Regions from separate parts of the Mus musculus genome. Here region 1 is linked to region 2. Evidence: chromatin contacts called from public Hi-C data. All regions are on one chromosome and are shown on one strand. The core of a region is the stretch at or near the end of the contact, and the rest is flanking DNA. Distances in the headings are between cores, read along the strand shown.

Evidence for each region. A called contact is a pair of places that touch in the nucleus more often than the background predicts.
Region 1: a Hi-C map of cortical neurons shows a contact between it and region 2, with 2.6 times the contacts expected there. The contact joins two enhancer-like sites. A contact is called at or near these places in 6 of 484 Hi-C or Micro-C datasets (cerebellar granule neurons, cerebral cortex, cortical neurons and 3 more) and 1 of 9 other capture datasets (embryonic stem cells).

What each region holds. Positions count from the first base shown.
Region 1 is chr10:70,945,246-70,951,431 of GRCm38.p6, forward strand. It overlaps Bicc1 (BicC family RNA binding protein 1), which reads right to left. Exons shown (of 21, transcript NM_031397.3): 10 at 4,694-4,880; 11 at 2,527-2,688; 12 at 1,560-1,756; 13 at 1,300-1,432; 14 at 1-136. Among named protein-coding and RNA genes, the nearest start is that of Gm24486, 66 kb to the left of the region's middle. Within about 2 kb of position 4,761, at least 58 of the 459 cell types and tissues checked have an H3K27ac peak or open chromatin away from gene starts, as enhancers often do. A contact at or near this core is called in cerebral cortex, cortical neurons and stem cell-derived neural stem cells, where this site is marked.
Region 2 is chr10:70,714,718-70,720,720 of GRCm38.p6, forward strand. Gm33979 (a long non-coding RNA gene) reads right to left here. Exons shown (of 3, transcript XR_380559.3): 3 at 532-813. Among named protein-coding and RNA genes, the nearest start is that of Gm33979, 23 kb to the right of the region's middle. Within about 2 kb of position 2,969, at least 91 of the 459 cell types and tissues checked have an H3K27ac peak or open chromatin away from gene starts, as enhancers often do. A contact at or near this core is called in cerebral cortex, cortical neurons and stem cell-derived neural stem cells, where this site is marked.

The DNA.
Region 1 (6,186 bases), core at 3,511-6,010, 230 kb after region 2:
CCCTGCAGTAGCTCAACCGTCTGCCGCTTGGCACAGGAGACCTTGGAGGCACCCAGCATCTGCTTCAAGTCGCCAGCGTTTCCAGAATGGGAGGGACTTCGAGGCATGCCCACTTCAACAAAGGCATCATTGCAGCCTGGGTCAGGGTTGCGAGGGGCGGGAGGACGTTGGGGGAGAGAGGAGCAAAATGTAAATATCACCTTAGAATGCCATAGAGAAAACCAAAAAAATCTGTCTCATCAAGACGCAATTCTACAAAGGCCTCACAATGTTCTCAGCCGCAAAAAAGGCACACAGCAGCAAGCTCAGGCTGTCTCCAGAACTCAACCTCTAGGGAAGACCTGGTGTTTCCTGACGATTATTTGGAGTAAGAGAGGTGTGTGTGTGTGTGTGTGTGTGTGTGTGTATACATATATGCATATATACATACATATATGTGTGTGTATATGTGTGAATGTGTGTATATACACATACACACATTAGTGGGGCCCATCTATTCCTTGAATACTGTTGGCACTAGGGGGGACGGATATATATTTACAAAGGAACATTATTGGGACCCTTGTTTTCTTGGCTTCCATTCCCTCTCCTTGTTTTCCCCTTTCCCTCTCCCAGTACAGAGGTTTACACAGGGCTTTGGGCACACTAGACAAATATGTCTACCACAAGCTATATCCTCAACCCCAAATGTAGTCCTTTCTTTCCTCCCCAGTGCTAGGGACTAAGCCCAGGGCCCTACACATGCTAGGCACATGCTAGGCACATGCCATTCCAGGGAACCATACCCTTAGCCCCACTCAAATTTCCTCAAGATTGTTAGGGGCTGAACTTCCTCGCAAACAGTCATTGAGCTGGTGTGACACAATAATGGAACATTGGTGTATCTGTGGAAAGTGCCCTTCAGTTCATCGTTCACCATGTTCTTTGGAATTTCATACAAGACCTTGACTCTTCATGGTTGAGGGAGGCAGAGTCAGCAGGGATGAGTAGAAACCAACTCAGAATCCCTGCGATCTCCGGGAGCTGGGGGGCGGGGCTTCACCCAAGCCACAAGCCAGTCTGCAGTCTCCGGGAGCGGGGGGGCGGGGCTTCACCCAAGCTAAAAGCCAGTCTGCAGTCTCCGGGAGCTGGGGGGCGGGGCTTCACCCAAGCTAAAAGCCAGTCTGCAGTCTCCGGGAGCTGGGGGGCGGGGCTTCACCCAAGCCACAAGCCAGTCTGCAGTCTCCGGGAGCTGGGGGGCGGGGCTTCACCCAAGCCACAAGCCAGTCTGAGGAGGGAAGTTCCAGTTAAGTTCCTTACCTTCCACCGAGTTTGATTTAGGAGAAGCCTGTTCGGGCCCAGCTGTCTGCATGGATGGGTCACCATGATTCGAACTCAGCACTTTTTCCCCAAGCGATGAAGTGGACAGCGGACCGTATTTCATGTTTGCAGGCTGAAATCATAAATAAAATAAAAATACAACGGAGAAAACGGGTTTCGAGTAGCTTCTCATTTGCCAAAAGCACAGAACACCCCCCTCCCCCACCCTCCACCCCCTGAATCTCACAAGAGGGTGTTACCTGCACATGTCCATTTATAGACGCAGAGATGTTTTTGCCTTCTGTCTGCATGCTGTTGATGTGAACATCAACAGGAGTCAAGCCAGGTGGGGGAGATGGAGCCGTGTGCCCGTATGTGGGCACTCCAGACAGCAAAATATTGGTTAATGTGGCCTGGGCAGTAGAGGGAAGCATAAGGTGTGGTATCGTAGAGAAACCTGAAATGATCCAGGAAGACAGGTGTTAGGAGGAAACAGCCTAAAAACAACTGTTACGTTTAATAACACAATAAGAAACTCCGTCCCGTCCCCCGTCCCCGTCCCCGTCCCCCCACCCCACCCCCGCGCTGTGAGTTCAGAATAATTTGACATCTCTGTAAACAGATTGAACATTAATATAGAAACCATAGAGAGGCTTAGGAGATAGCTTTCAGGCTGGGTAAGGGCTCCTGCTTCCATGTATGATGCTCTGAGTTTGATACCCAGGATCCATGTACTGGAAAGAACTCAGTGGCTGCAAGCTGCCCTTTGACCTCAACAGACACAAATATAGAACATGTTTTCTTTACATGAAACAATGTTAAAATGAGATAACCGTGTCTAATAGGTTGGGGAGAGCATAGAGACCGGGCCTGGTCCTGTGACTATGAACTCGCTCCTCCAAGAAGCTGGGTTCCCAGGGTTCCCTTGTAACCTTCAGGTGCCTTGGCCTTTGTTCCCTGAGCATCCTGCTGCCTCTCCTAATCTGTTTATCACCTGTGCGGATGAAGCTCTGGAGGCTTGAAAAGCTCTTGGCTTGGCAGAGCTTCATTTAAACTAATTTACACAGCAGGGGAGTGTAAATTTCCTTAGGGCTAGAGGATGCAGTCTTAGAACAGTGATTATTTTTTTCACTTGAAGAAATGGGATCCCTTGTAAATTCTATTGAAAGAAAGAAAAAGGGCAGTATCTATGAATTCCCACTTCTTGATGCTTTAAGGGGCACTAACCTGTGGCGCTTGCAGTGTTAGCGATTGGGGGTGCCCACAGTGTAGGACTGGGAGTACCAGAACTTGAACTTTGCAAAGGACTGACCGAAGTGTTGAGAGCATTCAGGAGTGAGTTTGGGGTGGCTGACGTATTGAGCGACAATGTGGTGGGCCCCAATAAACCTGTAAAGAATAAAAGCCAAGTCAAATACACCTACGTTCAAGATTCAAAAACAGGGACGCCACTCATACTGTCTTGTGGAACAAGCATCGATAGAACCTGGTGCTTTCTAATCTGTCACATTCGAGTGACAGGTTTGGTTTTGTTGTTTCGCTTTTTTTTTCTTTTGATGTTATTTCAGATATTCCCGTGAAATCTTGCCTTTTCCACATCTCCAACCATGGAATTTGCTCGTCCTCAAATAGACAATAGATGCCATAAGATTGGGGAGACCGGTGTGCCCAATCTAGCACAAGCAGCCAGCCATACTTAGAACTCCTAGACACAAGCCCGCTGACAACCTAGGATGGACGAACCTCAGCTCAAGCAGAAGCTTGTTTTTTGTTTTTTTGTTTGTTTGTTTTGTTTTTTGTTTTTTAATTCTCCCCTGACTCACTTGGTATCAGCTTCCCAACAGAGCCCTTCCCAAGCGTTCACGAGCGGCAGCGCCTAGGAGCGCCTTTCCTGTGGTAGACTGGCTGGCTGATACTTCGTACACAGGATGCTGGACCAGATGGTTGCGTGCGGGTCTGAGCACACACTGACTCCTGTGGGCTCCAACCCAATGACTAAAACTTGCCCAGGGATTGTGCTGGATTCTCTCTGCTCTCAAGAAACCTAGCGCCTGCTGTAACCAGGGAGATTCTCCTTTGGGAATTTGGGGTCTAAAAGATGATGTTCATTTCTGTGTGTTTTCTGAAGTGCACATGGGTCAGTGTTATAGGAGCTGGGTGGCCAAGGAAACCTCTCCTCCACTCAGGGAACTCGGCTTCTCCAACCACTTTCTCAACTAGAACACAATAAAACGGGCCCCTTCTAAGTCAGCAGTTCTCACCGTTCCTAATGCCACCATCCTTTAATACAGTTGCTGTTGTGGTGAGCCCCCCCAACCATAAAATTATTTTGCTGCCACTTCATAACTATAATTTTGCTACTGTTTCAAATCTTGGTGTAACTGCCATACAGGATATATGATAGGCAGCCCCTGCAAAAGGGTTGTGCAACCCCCAAAGGGGCTGCGACCCACAGGCTGAGAACTGTTGTAAGTCCACCAGGACGTCCCAGTCCACAGTATTGCTGTGTTGCTATGGCTGTTCAGGCCTGTGTGGAAGAGACAGCTTTGGTTGAGGAAGAACCTGCATCACCATAGTAGTGTCTGAGTGTGACAGTTTGGAGCCCAAACAGGTTTTACACACATGACGTCTTTCAGTGTTGGGGATCGGACCTAGGTCTTCATGCGTGCATCCTACCAGTGAGCTCTAACACAGCCCATCCTACTATGTATGTGACCTACTGTGCTCTCCTTATACATGAAGGCATCTGGGAAACGAGAAGGAAAATGGTAAGCCTGGTCTAATGCTAACAGAGCTCTTGGCCAGCTTACAAGAAAGGTCTTCTAGATGAGGGCACTATTTCAGGATCAGCAAGGACTCACTGCACTTTCCATGAGTGGTATAAGCTTGGCTTGGCCTTGGGTTTATCAGGCCTAGCTGTAGGGTAGGGGAATGGGAGGTGGGGGAGTGGGTTCAGGGACTCTCCCCTCCCCCTTCTCTAGCTGCCCTCCAGATTTGCAATTACTTTTTGGAACAAACTGGATCTTTATCTCTAGGGAGGGAGGGCAGTACAGCCAAAGCAAGACAACACAGAGCGCATCCATCACCGTCAGCGGCTCCCCTCCATCTCGATGGCATTCTTAATTTAGCAGAACAAACACGCGCCACGGAGAACAAGAGCAGGCAGGCTGCGATTATTTACACTGGCATCGGAGGAATCTGGGCAACCCAAAACCACGGAGGCTAACAAAAGAAAAAACTCAGGCCAGATGAATCAGGTCCCGACCCGGTTGCTTGTCACCGTCACCGGGCTTTGGGGCTCAGAGGAGAAAATAGAATTTAGACACAGCACAATGGTAGAAAAGGGCAGGGAACCCGATAAGCCGTTCCCCAGTGGTAATAATAAACTTTATACCTAGTCCAGTGAGTCCGAGGCCTGCCGAAGCTAAGATATCCAGGCTGGGACAGGCCAGGCCGGCAGGGCACGATGCTGGGGATAGACTGGTTGCTATGGAAACCCCACTGCTTTCAAGTCCGAGGAGACACTTCCTTGCTTCATACATATTTAAGGCATTTCGCTCAACACTTTTCACAATCACAGACTATGAAAACACATAATGGGGGGAAAAAAGATGACACTGAGGTAGGCATACAATGACAGAAGGGTAATGAAAATGTAAATGAGTGGCCACAGGAGGCTGGATACCACCCCCTATCAGCCTCTGCTCCTGACACTCCCGTAAAACGTGAGTCCCCACCTACTATGTGTGTGTGTGTATGTGTGTGTGTGTCTATGTGTCTGCAAACCATTGAGAGCATGATGCTGTGGGCAGCCAGCATGCAGGTCCCGATCCCTACCTAACCTTTTAAGGTATGGATTCCTATCCAGGCATGCTTAGAAATTTAGCAAATTCTTGGTGTCAAAGTCCAGCTGCCCCACTACACAGCCTCTGGGCTTCATACTGAAGCATTCCTCCTCACCACCTCATTACCTGCAGAAGCCAAATCAAACCCACCATCACGTATAGATTGCACAGTTACAGTTGGCTTCTTTTTTTTTTTAACATACACGGTCTAATGGTTAGCTGACGTACCTCTAGGCACCACCAACCCCCAGTGAGACCACATCTGTGGCAAATCTTATGAAATATATGTGTGTGTGTTATATTATGTTATATATAATGATATATTTTATAAATAATAATAATTGTGTATATATATAAATTTTCCTTACTTCCTATATGTATATGTCATATACATATAGAATTATATAATTTATATATCTTTTATATACTAAATGTCTAAGCATATATATGTATATATATAAACATACATGTGTATATATACATATGTATACATATATAAACACATATGTGTATGTATGTGTGTATATGTATGTGTGTATGTGTGTGTGTGTGTGTGTGTGTGTAGTAGTAGTAGTAGTACTTAGAATCCAGCCATCAAAACACAATTTCTTTCAGCCTAACATAGGTTCGTTTTTCTCCTGAGCTCTTGGAATTCTTTTTATTTCTGTCTTTGTTTGGCCAAGCCCTTCTCGGAATCTGAACTGATGGTATTTGTGATTAAGTTAGTCAAACAGGGCTTTATGATGTCTAAATCCCATGGCCTGGTCTCAATCTCTGAACTCACTCAACCTTGCTCCCCCAGTCTTGGGGCGCTTTAAAGTTTTCTCTAAAAAATAAAATAATAATAAGTGTGGTTGTTTCCTCCAGGTGAACAGAAAATATCACATTTACTCATGTAGAAATCATATGCAAGACAGATACACATAAAGCATTCTATACACAAGATGGCATCTCTGGTTTAGAAATTTTAGTAAAGTATGGCAGATTTATCTACCTTAGTAATTCAGGACTTCCTACTCGAGAATCTAACTGCACATCCTTC
Region 2 (6,003 bases), core at 1,719-4,218:
GCACCCTGGGTGTGAAATTGAAGACAGCTGACCCCAGTGTATCTCAAGGTCTGGAGGAGGAGAGGCTGCTGGTTATGAAAAGAAATTATTTCTTCCACACCAATTCTAAGTGAGACTAAGAACTACATCGAATTGAGTGTCTTAGGATTTTACTGCTGTGAATAGACACCATGACCAAGGCAACTCTGATAAAGGACAACATTTAATTGCGGCTGGATTACAGGTTCAGAGGTTCAGTCCATTATCATCAAGGTGGGAACATGGCAGCATCCAGGCAGGCATGGTTCAGGAGGAGCTGAGAGTTCTCTACATCTTCATCTGAAGGCTGCTAGCAGAATAGTGGCTTCCAGGCAGCTAGGATGAGGGTCTTAAAGCCCACACCCACAGTGACTCATCTACTCCAACATGGCCATGCCAACTCCAACAGGGCCACACACACTTCAACAAGGCCACGCCTACTCCAACAGGGCCACACACACTTCAACAAGGCCACGCCTACTCCAACAAGGTCATGTCTCCAAATAGTGCCATTCCCTGGGCCAAGCATATACAGACAATCACATTGAGCAAGAAGTTGTAGAGAAGTAGAGGAAATGCCCGAGAAGGATGAGGGAGGACTCTTCAAAGATGTCACAGTGGAGGGACATATTATGTAGGGCTCGACTGTATAAATGGGTCAGGAACAGATAGAGGGGAACAAGCAATTGGCTAGGAAAACCAGATTCAGTTGGGATGCAAAGCAAAGCCTGAAAGTATAAAGGACATCTCAGGACATCCATGGGCTTCCGAGGAACATCCTACAGCCAGGGAAATCTGCAAGAGAGAGAGAACTTTGGTCAGAACCCTCCCTGTAGCTGTGAAGAACCGACCAGAAGAGGACCAATCAGAGGACCCAGCTCGCTCGCCTGGTATGGTAACTACCCCACGACAGGAAGGCTCATGCTTCCTCAGGGCCCCAGCATGGCAAAAGATTGCTTCCAGCTTAGACTAGAATGGTGTGAACTCTTCATAGCCACAGATTTGCATGCCACAAGTGTGTGGCTTCAACCCACGGGATTCAGTCAAACACGGATCAAAATATTCAGAAAAACAGTGCGCCTTTACTGAACATGGTTACAGTCTCCTAAACAAATAGTTTGTTTATACACAGCACCTATGTGGTCCTGAGTATCAGATGTAATCTGGAGATGATTTGAAGTATGCAGGAACATGTGTACGGGCTGGACACAAGACTACACCATTATATCATCTAAGGGGTCTGGGCATTCTTGGATGAGTTTCTCCTGTAAACCTCAGAGCCAACTCACACCAATGGTGAAGGCCAGCTTTAAACCTTCACTAAAGAGCAGATGAAACACAGAGAGGACAAGCATGGGCCACTGAAAAAGAATAATAACGGAAACAGCTCTCAACACTCTCTGGACACCCAGTCCTCCAAAGTTGCGCTGGCTCCTCTTCCTAAAACACAGCTCTTTGGGGTTATTCTCCGGCTGACCTGTGATCCCTACCAGCCTTCCTAAATGCCTGAGTTGCTTTGTGTCAGATTTTTGTCACAAGCACCCAGGCACACTAAGGATGAGACCCACATTCACCTCTCCTCTACCAGAAATGCCCGTAGGAACCCCTGATTATGGGAAAACAGATCTTAATAAATATGGGGAAATAGTGTCTTAATAGACCCATAGTCAGAACACTCAGAGCAGAAAAGAGCTTTTTTCATAGATTAAAGATAAAACTCTGTCCTTGGAAGAGGCGACTAACAGAAAAACACGTTCCTATGGGAAGGACACCCCAGACCATTTGCTTGAACTGTGAGTCAGACTCACAAAATGACACGTAGAACAACTGTTACACTCACAAACACAAAACGGGTGGAAACTCTGAGACCCTCCCTTCTATCTGTGAACGTCCTCCATCTTGTCTGTTTGGCTAGGAGAAGACAGGCAATTTAGGAGGTTAAGTCTCTGGCCTTAGTTTCCACCACAGGAGCTGTACAATCAAAAGGTGTGTTTTAATATTTTTTTTTCCATCCGATGCCTGCAGAATCCCGTGTTACAGTTATCCAGAGAGCGCAGAAAGTGAATGAGTCCGGTGTGTGGTCAGAACCCCGACACTACTCGCTTCCCCCCCCCCCCAAACCAGAAGGACTTAAATTTATCACGTACTCCCGTTCTTTAAGCCTATGACTTGAATGAATGAATAAATAAATAAGTAGATAGATAGATGAACAAATAAATAAATGACCAGTGCTAATTCAGTTTCTACTCAAAGAAATAGGTAGTCTGTGTGAACATTAGGGGACAGGTTGGAAGGCCTTTGTGAGTGTCTGGCCGGGCTGGCTGGAGCCTGGCAGGAGCCTGGCTGGCTGCAACCAGCCTAGATAACACAGTGAGTACCAGCCTTGGCTCCTCGGGGTGTTTAGGGCAAACCCCAAAGTGTCTGCATTGCTGTAATCTGGCCCGAGTGAGTCCTCAGTAGGGAGAGAAATCAAACGCTGCCTTGCCAAATCCCTTCTGAAATATCCCCACCCCACTGGCAGCAGTCTCTTCTCCTAAGGATTCTGGGAGGGGATCCAGACAGAAGAACTTTGTGTGGGACAAACCAGCCCTTCAGCATCCTGTTTCCTCTCCTGGCAGACAGGCGTGTTTCTTTTTTGTATTGCAGAAACTAGAACTGGATGCTGTGCTCAGAGGACGAATAAGATGGAAATCAACAACTGAGGGGGAAATGCAAAGGCTACCCGAGGAGGCAAGGGGGCGGGCGGGGGGGGGGGGCAGGACGGGGGTGGGGGCGGGGGCGGGGGTGGGGGTGGGGGGTGGGGGGTGGGGGCGGGGGCTGGGGCTGGGGCTGGGGAAGGCAAGGAAAAGCAAGTAGGTCAAAGCACAGAAAATGCAGTCAGGATGAACCCAGCAGATTCTCAACAGGGAGGCTAAGGTGGGGTCAGCTTGTTCCAGGGACTTCTGCTGCCAGAAGAAAGCTGCCTTGGGAGATTCAGCACCATCTGTCAAGTTGAGAGCCTGTGGTCTCCATTCTTACGGCAGGATGAAATGGTTACTTTTCGTGTGTGTGTGTGTGTGTGTGTGTGTGTGTGTGTGTGTGTGAGAGAGAGAGAGAGAGAGAGAGAGAGACAGAGAGACAGAGACAGAGACAGAGACAGAGAGACAGCACAGAGAGAGAGACAGAGAGAGAGACAGACACAGACACAGAGACAGAAGAGAGACAGAGAGAGAGAACTAAACTAAACTGCAGACGAAACTCAAATCTACCCTTGCTCTCTGTGTGGAGGCTTTCTCTCCTCAGCCTCACGCCACTCTATGATAACACATAGCTTTCTTTCTGTGAAGCTTTCATTTATCAATGGACTTTAAACCGTACATTAAATGATAATCAACAGTACGGGGAAAACAGAAAAATGACCCCAAACGGATCAAGCACTATTCATATGTTAGCCCCCCAAATGCTTTCCCTTTTCTTCCCGTTTTTGCTCTTTGCTGAACCTTTCCTTCCACCAAACATTTATTGAATATCGAATCTGCCACACGACTGTACAGATTCAAATAGACAAGGGAGAAAAGTGTCACTGTCTCCCGGCTCAGAATCTGTGGCCACTGAGATATTCTCCACTTTTACATGAACACCAGTTGCATAGCATAACACAATGTGCAAAATTGTGTCCAACCTATACCTAGCTCTCCACCTTAAAACCGTTTTTAAAATCAGAATATATGGCCAGAGAATTGGCTTAGCAGTTAAAAGTGTGTTTTGCTCTTACTGAGAACCCAAGTTTTATTCCCAACATCCACATGATGGCTCCCAGTTACCTATGATTCTAATCCAAGGGGATCTGGTACCTTCTTCTGGCCTCTTCTAGCACCCACAGACATGGCACAAACACATACAGGCACACATACATGCACATGCATACACACACTCACGCACATGTGTATATACACACATACATGAGGCATGCATGCGTACACACACGCTTGTGTGCACACAAATAACATTTGAAAAGTAAGTTCTTTTTTTAAAAGAATGTACTGTACTTCTCTTTTCAAGAATGTCATAAACAATGTCACCATATGTCATCGGCCAGTGGTTCTGTGTTTTGGCACAAGTGCCACTTTGTTCTCCACAGGTTATATCCATTCCAGCAACAGCAGCAATCTCTAGGAACTCTGTGCCTAGGTCTAGTTCACTTTGTTCTCTAACCTTATTTATCCTGACATTAAAAATTGCTTAATTACTCTATGAGATTAAATTTACTCACATTTTCTTTTATAATTTCTTCCTTATATGGTGTACAAAGGCTTTTCCTATCCTGAGATTACTTTCAAAAGACACTTTCCTCTAAAAAACCTTTGATTCATCTGCAATTTAATGTAATGTAAGGCTTTATACAGGTATATGAACTTTTTTCTTCCCTAAATATTTTCAGGAGCTGCAATTTTAATGGCTGGTTTTGTGCATTGAATAATGCTTTGTGGGGCTGAAGGGATGGCTCAGCGGTTAAGAGCACTGACTGCTATTCCAAAGGTCATGAGTTCAAATCCCAGCAACCAAATGGTGGCTCACAACCATCTGTAATGAGATCTGACACCCTCTTCTGGTGCATCTGAAGACAGCTACAGTGTACTTAGATATAATAATCAATAAAATCTCTAGACCAGAGCAAGGGGGGGTTGACCTAAGTGAGCAGAGGTCCTGAATGATGGCTCACAACCTTCTCTACAGCTACAGAGTACTCATATACACATTAAATAAATAAGTCTTTAAAACAAAAAACAATAATGCTTTATGATATAAATTTGTGTTTTTCTGAATATTCATGCTAGAAATTCCACTATTCCAAAAATTGTTATTTACTCTCTATTAAAATAAAAAAATATCCCACAGGACAAAATATCTCATAGTTTGGCAGTCATTTAGCATGTTAACCAGGAATGATGTAAGTTGTATAAAGTGGATTTTGGAGTAAGAAGGTAGCTGATCCAGGCTTTCTGGAGGGAAAGGAACACTAATTTGATGATCATATATTGATGGCATGTGAAGCCCTGGGAAGACAACGCTGGGCACAGGTGAGGTGGCAGCAGGCACAGGCAAGTCCTATGTGCCCTTTCAGAGGCTCTGACGTTCTCTAGTCATGTGATGGAAGAGGGCATCATGGGAATTTGAACATGGCCGGAACATGCAGATCTGGTTTGAAATCATTGATGTGATGGATCTTTATCTGGAGACAAAAGGGAAAGGATCTCCCTGTGACTCCTGTGTTATGAATCTCCTGTGTTGAGGAACAGCAGTGAGGCCCTACAGAGAGATTTAGAGATAACCGATAGTTTTCTCAGAGATCTGAGGAACACTTCTGTAAAGGTAATGGAATAAGAGGATGCGTTTGATTGTCTAGCTTGTGGCCGAGTAAATGGACGGTACCGTCCTACTGAGATGGAAAAATACCAAGATAATTAGTAAATACTCTTCCTGGGAAATATAAATTAACTCGCACATGCCTGGAAATGACTAAAATAGAGCCTATGACACCATGTGTTAGCACCCTCGAGGAAATGGGAAACCCCATTCATTGCTATTGTGAGTGCAAGCTGAAAAAAACTCTTTGGTAAAGTATCTGGGCATATATGTAAAGGGTGACTTCCATACTCCCACTTCTAGATGTAACTAACAGAAATGTGTACTTGTAACTAACAGAAATGTGCACTTGTGGTCTCCCAAATGACATGTGCAAGAACAACAAATTGTATCTGATACCTCCATGTCTAAAACAGCCAAAAAAAAAAAAAAAATCCATCAGCAATAGGTCAGAGAATCAGACTGTGGCTTATTAGTATAAGTGTTCATGTAATAGCGTGCCACAAATTTATAAGAACAAACATGTGACGGCTATAGAAAACATGAATGAATCCCATAAATAAATATATTGTGCTAAAAAGGCAAACACAGAAAGGGCACACTATCTGGTCCCATTTCTATAAAATGCAAAGCAATATA